Regions from separate parts of the Eptesicus fuscus genome. Here region 2 is linked to region 1. A link is a contact called in public Hi-C data. All regions are on one chromosome and are shown on one strand. The core of a region is the stretch at or near the end of the contact, and the rest is flanking DNA. Distances in the headings are between cores, read along the strand shown. Region 1 holds the start of PRMT3 (protein arginine methyltransferase 3). Region 2 holds the start of SLC6A5 (solute carrier family 6 member 5).

Region 1 (4,630 bases), core at 141-2,640:
AAATAAAAATAAGTAAATACATCTGACAGTATTACTCCCTTGCTTAACCAAACAGGTCAACTGCTTACCGTTATTGAGGATAAAGTTAACAATTATGTCTAAACACTTTACATGTATTAATTCGTTTTTATCCTTACAATAACCCTGTGGTTAGTGCATTATCTCCATTTTGTAGTTGAGGAAATGGAGGTAGGGAGATGTCAAGTAACTTGCTGAAAATCATAGAGTTAGGCAGTGTCTACAAAAGAAATATCCAAACCTGTAGAGAATTTTAATAAGTTTATTTGAGCCAAACTGATGACCTACGCTGGGGAGCAAGATCTCAAGTGCTCCGGAGAATAAGTCTTGCAGTTTCTCTTATGCATTTAAAATTAAGGAGGGAATGTAAGGAAGATTACATTAAGGTGGGAAAAAGCAAGGCCAGGATTGGGTTACAGGATAGTTCACGAGGTTCTGTGTTTTCTTGAGGGCGGTTATGGTTAATTTCAAACGTGTATTAACCCAGATGCACAGAAACAATGGACAGGGCTTGCTTAAGGTCAAAATGAACCTTTTACTAAACGTTATATGCCTGGGGTTGATTACCCAACCTGACTTGCCCAGTTAGGGATTTATGGTCAGATCACTCCGTGAAGTTATTTTCCATGGAAAAGGGATAGAAGAAGGAATCAAACCAAGTACTAGTAGGTTGGCTACGGAGTCCATGTTCTCACTTTACCACTGAACATTAAAGACTGAGATCCTTAAAGCAGCCTGCAAGGCTTTGGTCTGCAGTACCCCCACGCTGGCTCCCGCAGTTCCCTCTCCCCCAGCTTTACCGCATGGGGGTGAGGGGGGAGGGAAGCCCAGGAACCAGAGGAGTCCGGATCCTGCCTGCGTTCTGCCTCCTCCGCCACCAGAGGGCGCCGCGGGCCGCTCTCCCCTCCAAGAACCCAGAACGGGGAAGCTCGGCGGGCGGGGTGCCGACTGCAAAACCGCAGCGGCGTCTCCCCACCAGGGCCCAGGGCTGCGGTCGAGCACCTTCCGCTAAAGCCTGTGGCAGCGGGAGGAAGAAACGAAAGTCGTGTCCAAGGCTGAGACGCTCAGACCGCTTTTCAACGCGCTGACTCCGGGCGCAACGCGTCAACACTGCGGCGGGAGAGGCGGATCTCGGGCCTCAGCCCCGCCCACCCCGGGCTTTCTCCACGCCCACCTGTCCACGTGACCAGCGCCGCCATCTCGGGGCCGGAAGCGCTCCCGAGCCCCCCCGCGCGCGCGCTCTCGCGTGTCTAGACGCCCGCGAAGTGTCCCCAACTCCTTCCCTGCTGCGCGCGTGCGCGCGCTCGTTCCCGGGCCCCGGTCCGAGAGTCCCGCGACGGCCGCGCGCGCCGCTCAGCCAGGTCCCCGCCCCCAGCACGCCGGGCTCCCCGGGCACCTCAGCCATGTGCTCGTTAGCGTCGGGCGCTACTGGTGGGTACTCCCGGCCCCTCAGCACCCGCGCCGCCGAGGGGCTGGCGAAAGACCCTTTCCTCCCCCTGCAGCCTCCGGGGCGCGGAGCCCGGGCGGTGGGGCCTTGCTGGGGGGGGCGGGGGTTGAGGGGGGCTGGGGGAGGTGCCGGGGAGCGGGGCGCGGGCGGCGCTCCCCTGCAGTGGAGCCCTCTCCCCACCCTCCTCCTCGTGCGCCGGGCCGGCCCTGGCGTCCGAAGCGGACCTGACTTTTTGCGTGTGCTAGGAGGCCGGGGCGCTGTGGAGGATGAGGAGGACCTGCCAGACCTGTCCGACAGCGGGGACGAGGCCGCCTGGGAGGACGAGGACGATGCTGAGCTCCCCCACGACAAGCAGCAGACCCCCTGCCTGTTCTGTGACAGGTTCGTCCTCCTCAGCGCCGGGGCTCCTGCCCGCCCGGGGGTGCCCTGCGCTCGAATTCTCCAGCCTGTGGTTTGGAGTGAGGGCTTGTGGAGAAGGAAGACCCCCAAGTGGTATTAGAGGGAGGAGCCATGAACTGGAAGCCAGGTTGTCTTTTCGGCGGGCCTCAGTTTCCCCGTGTGTAACAGGATAGGGTTTTGAACTGGATCTGTGGTTCCCAATTCTGGTAGTGTACCTTTGTGTCACCTGAAACACTTAGGAAAAACACACAGATGCTGAACTCTGCACCACAGTCCTTCTAAGTCAGGATGGCGACCCAGGAATCTTCTCTTATTTTTATAAAGGTCCCAATCTCAGAGTCACTAAACTAATCTCTCAGGAGGACCCTTCCAGCTTTACCAATTCTGTAATTCTCAGACAAGCAGAGAGCTTCACAGGTGCAATGCTTGATTTGAACCATTTAAAGAACAACCCTTCTTAGGTAGGGCTCCTCCCCTATTGAAGGGGAAGGAATTGATGCCTTTTCACTTAGGTTAAAAAGAAGACTCCGATATCAGTAACGTGCTCAAGGTCACCCAGCTGTGGTTTGTCATATCCAAACCCATGTTCTTTCCACGTACAATTCTGCCTCTTCATCTCCACAAGCATTGACTTTGGCTGCTGTCCTGGCACGTGGGCATGAAAGAGGCCTGTGTGGCATCGGCCAGGGTCACTTGATAAACATTTTCCAGTTTTCCTTAAATCTGGGCGTGGTGCTGGTTGGTGGTATGTTAGCCCCTATGGATTCATCATTGTTCGCACCTGTTGCCTCATATGGGTAGCTATAGATGCGTGAAATTTGTGGAGCATCAGGATGGACTTCTTTGTGACAGGCTGCATAAATGCTGCAAAAATGACCGGTCTTGGTAAACATTTGTTGAAAGCTAACTGCTGCATGGCACTGTGCGAGGCATAGAAAAGAGATACGCAGCTTCTGTGCTGCGTATGCCTACTTTGGGTCCTTCAGTTTTACAGGTCACATAATCGAGACTTGGTCCTCACAGTGTCTGTAATGCAAGTACTTTGGGAACACTACAAGATCACCTTTGAAGTACAGCACTTAGGGAATATGCCAGCTGTAAAATTACATTTTATGCGTTATTTCTGAAAGTACTTTGAGCTTTGCCAGTTCAAAGCCTCCAAAAACAAAATTGATACTTAAGAAGAAAAAGAGTCTTACATAGGGAATTTTCATATCTTGAAAGAAACAATCTATCAAAGGGAGTTCTCTTTCTTAAAAGACTTTTGGTAGATTCAGTGCTTTTAATCGGCAAATAAATTACCTTTGACATTTAATGGGTAGTTGGTTTGTTTTAGGTGTAAAATGGAACTGAGAAGTACTGATTCCCTCTGGTTCCTGACTCTACAGAGAATGTTTGTTTTCTCTTGATTGGGAGTAAAACTAGAAACCAGCAGGTTGGGGGGTAAAGGGATTGTATGTTTAACATAAAATCAATATTTAGACTTCCTGGGGACTTTTTCACGAAGCTATTTATTGCTTGATTTTTCAGGTTATTTACATCTGCTGAAGAAACATTTTCGCACTGTAAGTCTGAGCATCAATTTAATATTGATACCATGGTCCATAAACATGGTGAGTATTTTTTAGAATAAGGAACATTTTAGTTGTGAAATTTAAGTTCAAACTATATTTTTCCAGACCTTTCCTTTTCTAAACAATAGTGAAATATATAGCAACAACCTATCTTTTTGTGACAGTGGCCTTTGAGGAAAGATTAAATATAAGTCATTCTTCTAGGTAGGATTTCACTGTAAGCTTATATTGACTTCACAATTCAAAAGGAAGTCAATATAATGATTGCATTTTTATCATATAAATATTAGAATTAAGGAGAGTAGGAGAATATATTAGAATTAATGAGAGCAAACATAAAGTTGGACTTGGGAAAGGAGGTGGAACATTATGAAAAAAAGACAACTTACCAAGTCAAAGCATAACGTGAAATTCAAGGCATACAAGGTCGAGTTTTATAAGGAGTTTTGTAAAAGATTATAGAAAAAGGATTGATGAAATTAAGGTGGTAAGTAAAATATTTAGATGATGATCCTTTTGAGACTTGCATTTAACCATACCTATTTTACTAATAAAGCCTTCCACTTCTTTAAATGGATGTAGAAGACCTGCACTCTTCCACTAAAATTAAGTACAGAATTGTTTTTTTGGCCCCTGCATTTACAACTGCAAAGGACATTAGATAAACGTGATATAATATGTTTATAAATTGTAAATTTAAGTGCAGCTACTTTTGAAAGGCATGGGTAACTTAGTCTCTTGGATTTTTTTTTTCATGTTTTTAACAAGCATTTTTAAAGTAAGACTTGGAATCATACTGTAAATATAACTTTGTACTAGAGGCCCAGTGCTCAAATTCATGCACCAGTGGGTTCCCTCGGGTGGCCTGCAGGAATAGGGCCCCAGCTCACACCCCCAAGCTCACAACCCCAGCTTGCGCCCCCAGCCTCGCAGCCCCGCCTGGCACCCTGCCTTAACCTGGCACCACCCCCTCACCTGCTCCACCAACCCACCTGTGGGGCCATCGATTGGGGCTGGGCCCCCCACCTGGCTCCCTCAGTGCCTGGGAGCCAGGCGGCGGCCCCATCCCCCACCACCCCCGCTGGTCGCCATCTGCGGGGTGATCGGAGGGGTAATTGGGCCCCTGCTCGCACCCGCCTTGGCCTGGCACCGCCCACTCACCTGCTCCACCATCCCACCGCGGTCCTGCTCT
Region 2 (4,707 bases), core at 824-3,323, 140 kb after region 1:
GCCCGGCCCAGCCCTGTGAAAGGGGTTGGGAGATTTTTCTAGGGTCAGAGGAGATTTCATGAGTTTCCGTTTCCCCAGCTTTAAAACTGGGAGTTTCTCAAAGGTTGCTGTCAATGCTAAAAGAGCTAATTCATGGAAAGCTCTTGCACAGTGGTTCAATGTTGAGAACTTAGTAAATGTTAACTCAAAACTACCATAAACGCGGCCTGGAACCCGCCAGGCAGCTCTCAAGGAGGGTCTCTTCGGGGAACCTGTCCTCCTTCAATATCGGTGCGGACCTTGGATCCCCAGGCTTCTTCCATCAGAGGGCCCAGCGGGGAGCCTGGGAGCAGGGCGTGGGAACGCCAGCGCGCCGCTGGAAGGTGGCGGGAGGGGCCTCCACGGCGCCCCAGGCACCCACCACAATCTGCCGCAGCAGCTTTCGCCCGCCCCGCGGCATTGCCCTCCCGCTGCGTGGGGGCGGTCCAGCCGGTGCAACCGCGCCGACCCCCCCCCCTCCCCTGAGGCGGCGGGTGGGGATGCTGGCCTGGCCACGGGGAAGGGACTGAGTGCTTTCTGTAGCTCCCCATCCCGGAGGCCAGGGGTTACCCGAACCAGGCCCCCAGGAAGGAGGGAGGGGAAGCGGTTTACCTACGAATCCCCTTCCAGTCTCCAAACTACACCTTCTTTGTAAAGGTATTTTTGCACCCAAAGGAAAGTCCCTCTTTTTTATCGCCACGGCCACCCCCCACCCCCGCCGGAGTAGGGCAGCACACCTTCCCATGGCTTGGGGGATGGCCAGCCCTGCCAGCTGGCTGTGGGGGATCCTGGTTCTGAGGGTGTCTAAGACCTCACGCTTCCAAACCAGGCCTAGCTGCGGTGAGTTTTTATTGAGAGCGCTAAGAAGAAAACATGAGTCTCCTTTGACTTTGAAAGTGACCTAAGAACCAGGTCGGTGTTGGAGATGCTTCCCTTTTTATTTCTCTAAAATAGTTTTCAGAGGAGCTTAACAAATACATTGAGGGCAATCGTAATTTTACCCAGGGATTTCTGTTGTGTCAATAGAGATAAAATAGGAATGCAAATGGTAGACCTCAATTTTTAAGCGAAAGTCCAGGATCCCTCTAACACTGGTCGTCTGGAAGGGTAGGGCTGTGAGACTCTAAGTCCCCATACACGCAGGTGGGCACAACACCCTTACCCAAGCAGCACCCCTGTGCGGCAGCCATGGCAGAGCTGTGGTGCCACGAGCAGACCCTCCATCGTTTGGGGGGTAATATTGTGGAATCCGCTGCTTGCAGATTTGGAGAGGCAGCTACGGATGTAGTAGCAGAGAGGGATGGAAACATGACGGTGATTTAACTCCTTCCCCCGCGCCCACCTCGGCAGCCCAATCCGCTCTGCGCCTCGCCTTGGGTGCAGTGGGACGTGTCCTTCCCATGTTTTCCTTAATTAGGGAGAGGCAAACTTCTGTCATCTCCTCCCGCTGGCTTCGGTTTAGTAATCAGACCCACATGAGTCACGCTGAACACGCAGCCCCCCTCCCTCCCGAGTGACAGCAACGGGCCAGCGTACTCACGGCTGTTGTCCCTTTAAAACTCGAATCCATGGGGGTAATGATTTATCAAACTTGTATTATCAAGAAAATGTCAAACGAAGGGCACCTTGCTTTGCACTGACGCAAACCTCGCCTTTCCTAAGGAGATATAGAAAGCGCCTCTCTAGCTGGAATCAAAGCCAGTCTTGTCAGTAGCTGGTTTCACGCTCTCTACCTATTCAATCTGCTGCCGGTGTCAGACATGGTGAGTGTTTGCTTTTTTGTTGTTCTTTTAAGAGAGGGGGCTGCGGGGTTAGGAGGAGCAGATTCGTTTTTGAATGCTTCTTTTTGAAATGTTCTGTACATTTTGGAAGAAGGAGGGAGGACGGTTGTCACAGCCGTAGTATTTGCACTTGTGGTCCAAGAGGTTTCTGAAGGTATGGAGCGGAGAGGTTGGCTGGGTCACCTACCCTGCGGATTCTCAGCACTGTCCTCGGTGCTGAAATCAGATGCCGGTGGGAGGCTAGTGGCTCTGGGTCCTAGAGGCTGAGATAAGCATGCTTGCTGGAGTCAAGGTACTTTAGATTGGTGCAAATTAAGGAGTTCTGCTGTGTGCACTTGTGCAAGAAGACTCGATGAGAGGTGTGTGGATGAGCTGACGATAATACGATTATTCTCACAGTATCATAGTAATTCCTGGTACTAATGTTTAGGAAACCTCGAAAGATAACGAGAAGGAAGAAAGCAGACGGAAAAACCACCGCTGGTAGTTCTTTTAATTTGAACCTCAGTTGGGAGAAAGCAAATGAAAATCAATCATGAGTTTTGGTCCCCACGCAGGTGTAGGGCCATGAAGGATATCAGACTTCTGTGAATAGGTATTCTGGGTTGGAGGCGGGCACTTTGCATGTTCTTTTACATGTCTGGGAATCTGGGAGTAAATGTAGATTGTGTAAGATAACAAACCTGGTTACCGTCTAGTGTTTTAAGTGTGGTTTGTCAATGTTGTTGGGTTGTTGTTGCTATCCCTGCCTTTGCTACCTGGCGGGCAGGGGTGGATTTTGGATCACTGGGATTCGCACAGACGATTTGGCCTGAAATCCTCGCAGGTGCCAGGGCATCAGCTTTGTGGCCACAGCTTGTCTATCGCTTATGGGAAGAAAAAAAAAAAGAGGCAATGTGCATTGTTGAATGACAAAGGAAATGGGGCGGAAAATTAAAGAATCTTTCTACAATGGCGATGGGGACATGGGCACCCTACAGCCGTGATGTGAAATCCAAAGAGGGCGGGGAGCTCGTGACTGTAGGGCTATTTCCACCCTCCCCTTGACACTCCAAAAAACCCAGTTCTGCCTCTTTTCCTAGTTCCACTCCGCCAGGGAGGAGAATGTTAGCTTCCTTATGTCATCTGGTTATTGACCCGACAGGCAAATTGAAAAATACTGACTGCAGTTTTTCTTGGAAAAGGAAAGAAAAATCCGGATTTCAATTTGTTCCTTAGATCTTGTGTTTGGACCTGAGCTGTGAACATCTCTAGATGTAGACACAGGTTAATTTCAAAGCTGCCTTGATTTTTTTTTTCTTCTTTTTGCACGAATTTCACGTTGTATTTGCAGGATTGCGGTGCTCCCAAGGAAATGAACAAACAACCAGCCAACAGCCTTGAGGCGGCGGCGGTGCTGGGCCACCACGAGGGTTCCTGCGCGCCCAGGACCAGCCCGGAGCAGGACCTTCCCGCAGCCTCAGCCACGCCGCCCAGTGTGCCCCGGTCGGCTTCCACCGGCGCCCAAACTTTCCAGTCCCTCGATGCACGAGCCTGTGAGGCTGAACGCCAGGGGCTGGGGGCTTGCAAACTCAGTAGCCCGAGGCCGAGGCCGCCAGCCCCCTCCGCGGCTCTGCGGGATTTGAGCGAGACTCATGGCGCGCAGGCTGCCCCTCCTGGGGGCGCAGGGCCGGGCAACGCGATGCATTGTAAGATTCCGGCCCTTCGGGGCCCGGAGGAGGATGCGGACGTGAGTGTGGGCAAGGGCACCCTGGAGCGGAACAATACCCCAGCCGTGGGCTGGGTGAATATGAGCCAGAGCACCGTGGTGCTGGGCACGGATGGAATCACGTCTGTGCTGCCTGGCAGCGTGGCGACCACTGCCGCCCAGGTAAGCAGGTTGCTCTCGGCCCGCGCAGCCTCCCGCTCCCCAGGCGCGCGAGGGGAGCGGGCAGTGGCGGGTGCACGTGTGCTGATGCGGAGACTGGTTGGCAGTGTCAGGTAATGGGGTGCTGACGGCAGCTTTGGGGCTTCGGAAGCTCGCACTGCGCTGGGGTCTCCAGTTCAGGGCAGGGGGGCTGTAGTGACCCGGCCCGAGGGATAGACCTCAGGACCTGCCGCTCCCTGTCCCTTCCCAGCCTCAGTGGGAGCAGAAACCGGGTGCAGCCTGCTTCAGCAATTGAGGCAGATAGATTCCTACCCCCTTACGAAGACAACCCCCACTTGCCAATAACTGGGTCTTTAATTATTTTTCTTAATTAAAAAAGAAGAAACACCCAGAGGAAATACTCGTTTAAGTGTTGTAGCCTTTTCACTGTGAGTTACCCTTTATCACGTGAGAACTCGTTTGATGGGAGTTGGGTTTACGGGAGCCTGCTCCCGAAACTTAAGTTTCAAGGCTTTCCCAAAAATAAGTAAAATAAAATAAATCTGGTACCTAATGTTGTCATCCTAATTTTGTATGCCCCAGCCCTCCATTCAATTGTATAAGCTTCAGGCTCCACAAACCTGGAACCAGCTCTGCATTTGATCCTTGATGCTCAACCAGAGGCATGAAAAACCCACAGAGCAAACCCCAATCGTGGGTGAAAGATAAGCAACTATTACCGGTGGTCCCTTCTCCCACATAGGCTTCGTCTTCTTCCACTTTCCCCCAGTCTCTCCCCTTCCTCTGCTCTCTTCTTTGCTCTGTCCCATTCCACCTACTTCAGCTCGTCCCTTCCTGCCTTTCTACTATCTCCTCTCCTCCCTGGGCTCAAGGGCTAGCTAGGCATGTATGCAGTGGTGGGTGCCTAAGCCAGAACAGCCATCGGGATGAGATTTTGGATTTATATAGCCCTTCTGTTTGTAGTCACTCTAGTGTTGGTTCTCGTTCTCTCTCTCTCTCTCTCTCTCTCTCTCTCTCTCTCTCTCTCTCTCACACACACAC

The links. Hi-C and Micro-C count contacts between places; a contact is called where the count stands out from the background.
Region 2: a contact with region 1 is called in a Hi-C map of liver, with 3 times the contacts expected there. The contact joins the promoter of SLC6A5 here to the promoter of PRMT3 in region 1. A contact is called at or near these places in 2 of 2 Hi-C or Micro-C datasets (liver and muscle).

The regions. Positions count from the first base shown.
Region 1 is chr13:56,248,851-56,253,480 of DD_ASM_mEF_20220401, forward strand. PRMT3 (protein arginine methyltransferase 3) reads left to right here and starts at 1,391. Exons shown (of 16, transcript XM_008148971.3): 1 at 1,391-1,449; 2 at 1,711-1,846; 3 at 3,395-3,477. The coding sequence starts at 1,422.
Region 2 is chr13:56,389,550-56,394,256 of DD_ASM_mEF_20220401, forward strand. It overlaps SLC6A5 (solute carrier family 6 member 5), which reads left to right and starts at 2,074. Exons shown (of 16, transcript XM_054725220.1): 1 at 2,074-2,091; 2 at 3,133-3,669. The coding sequence starts at 2,074.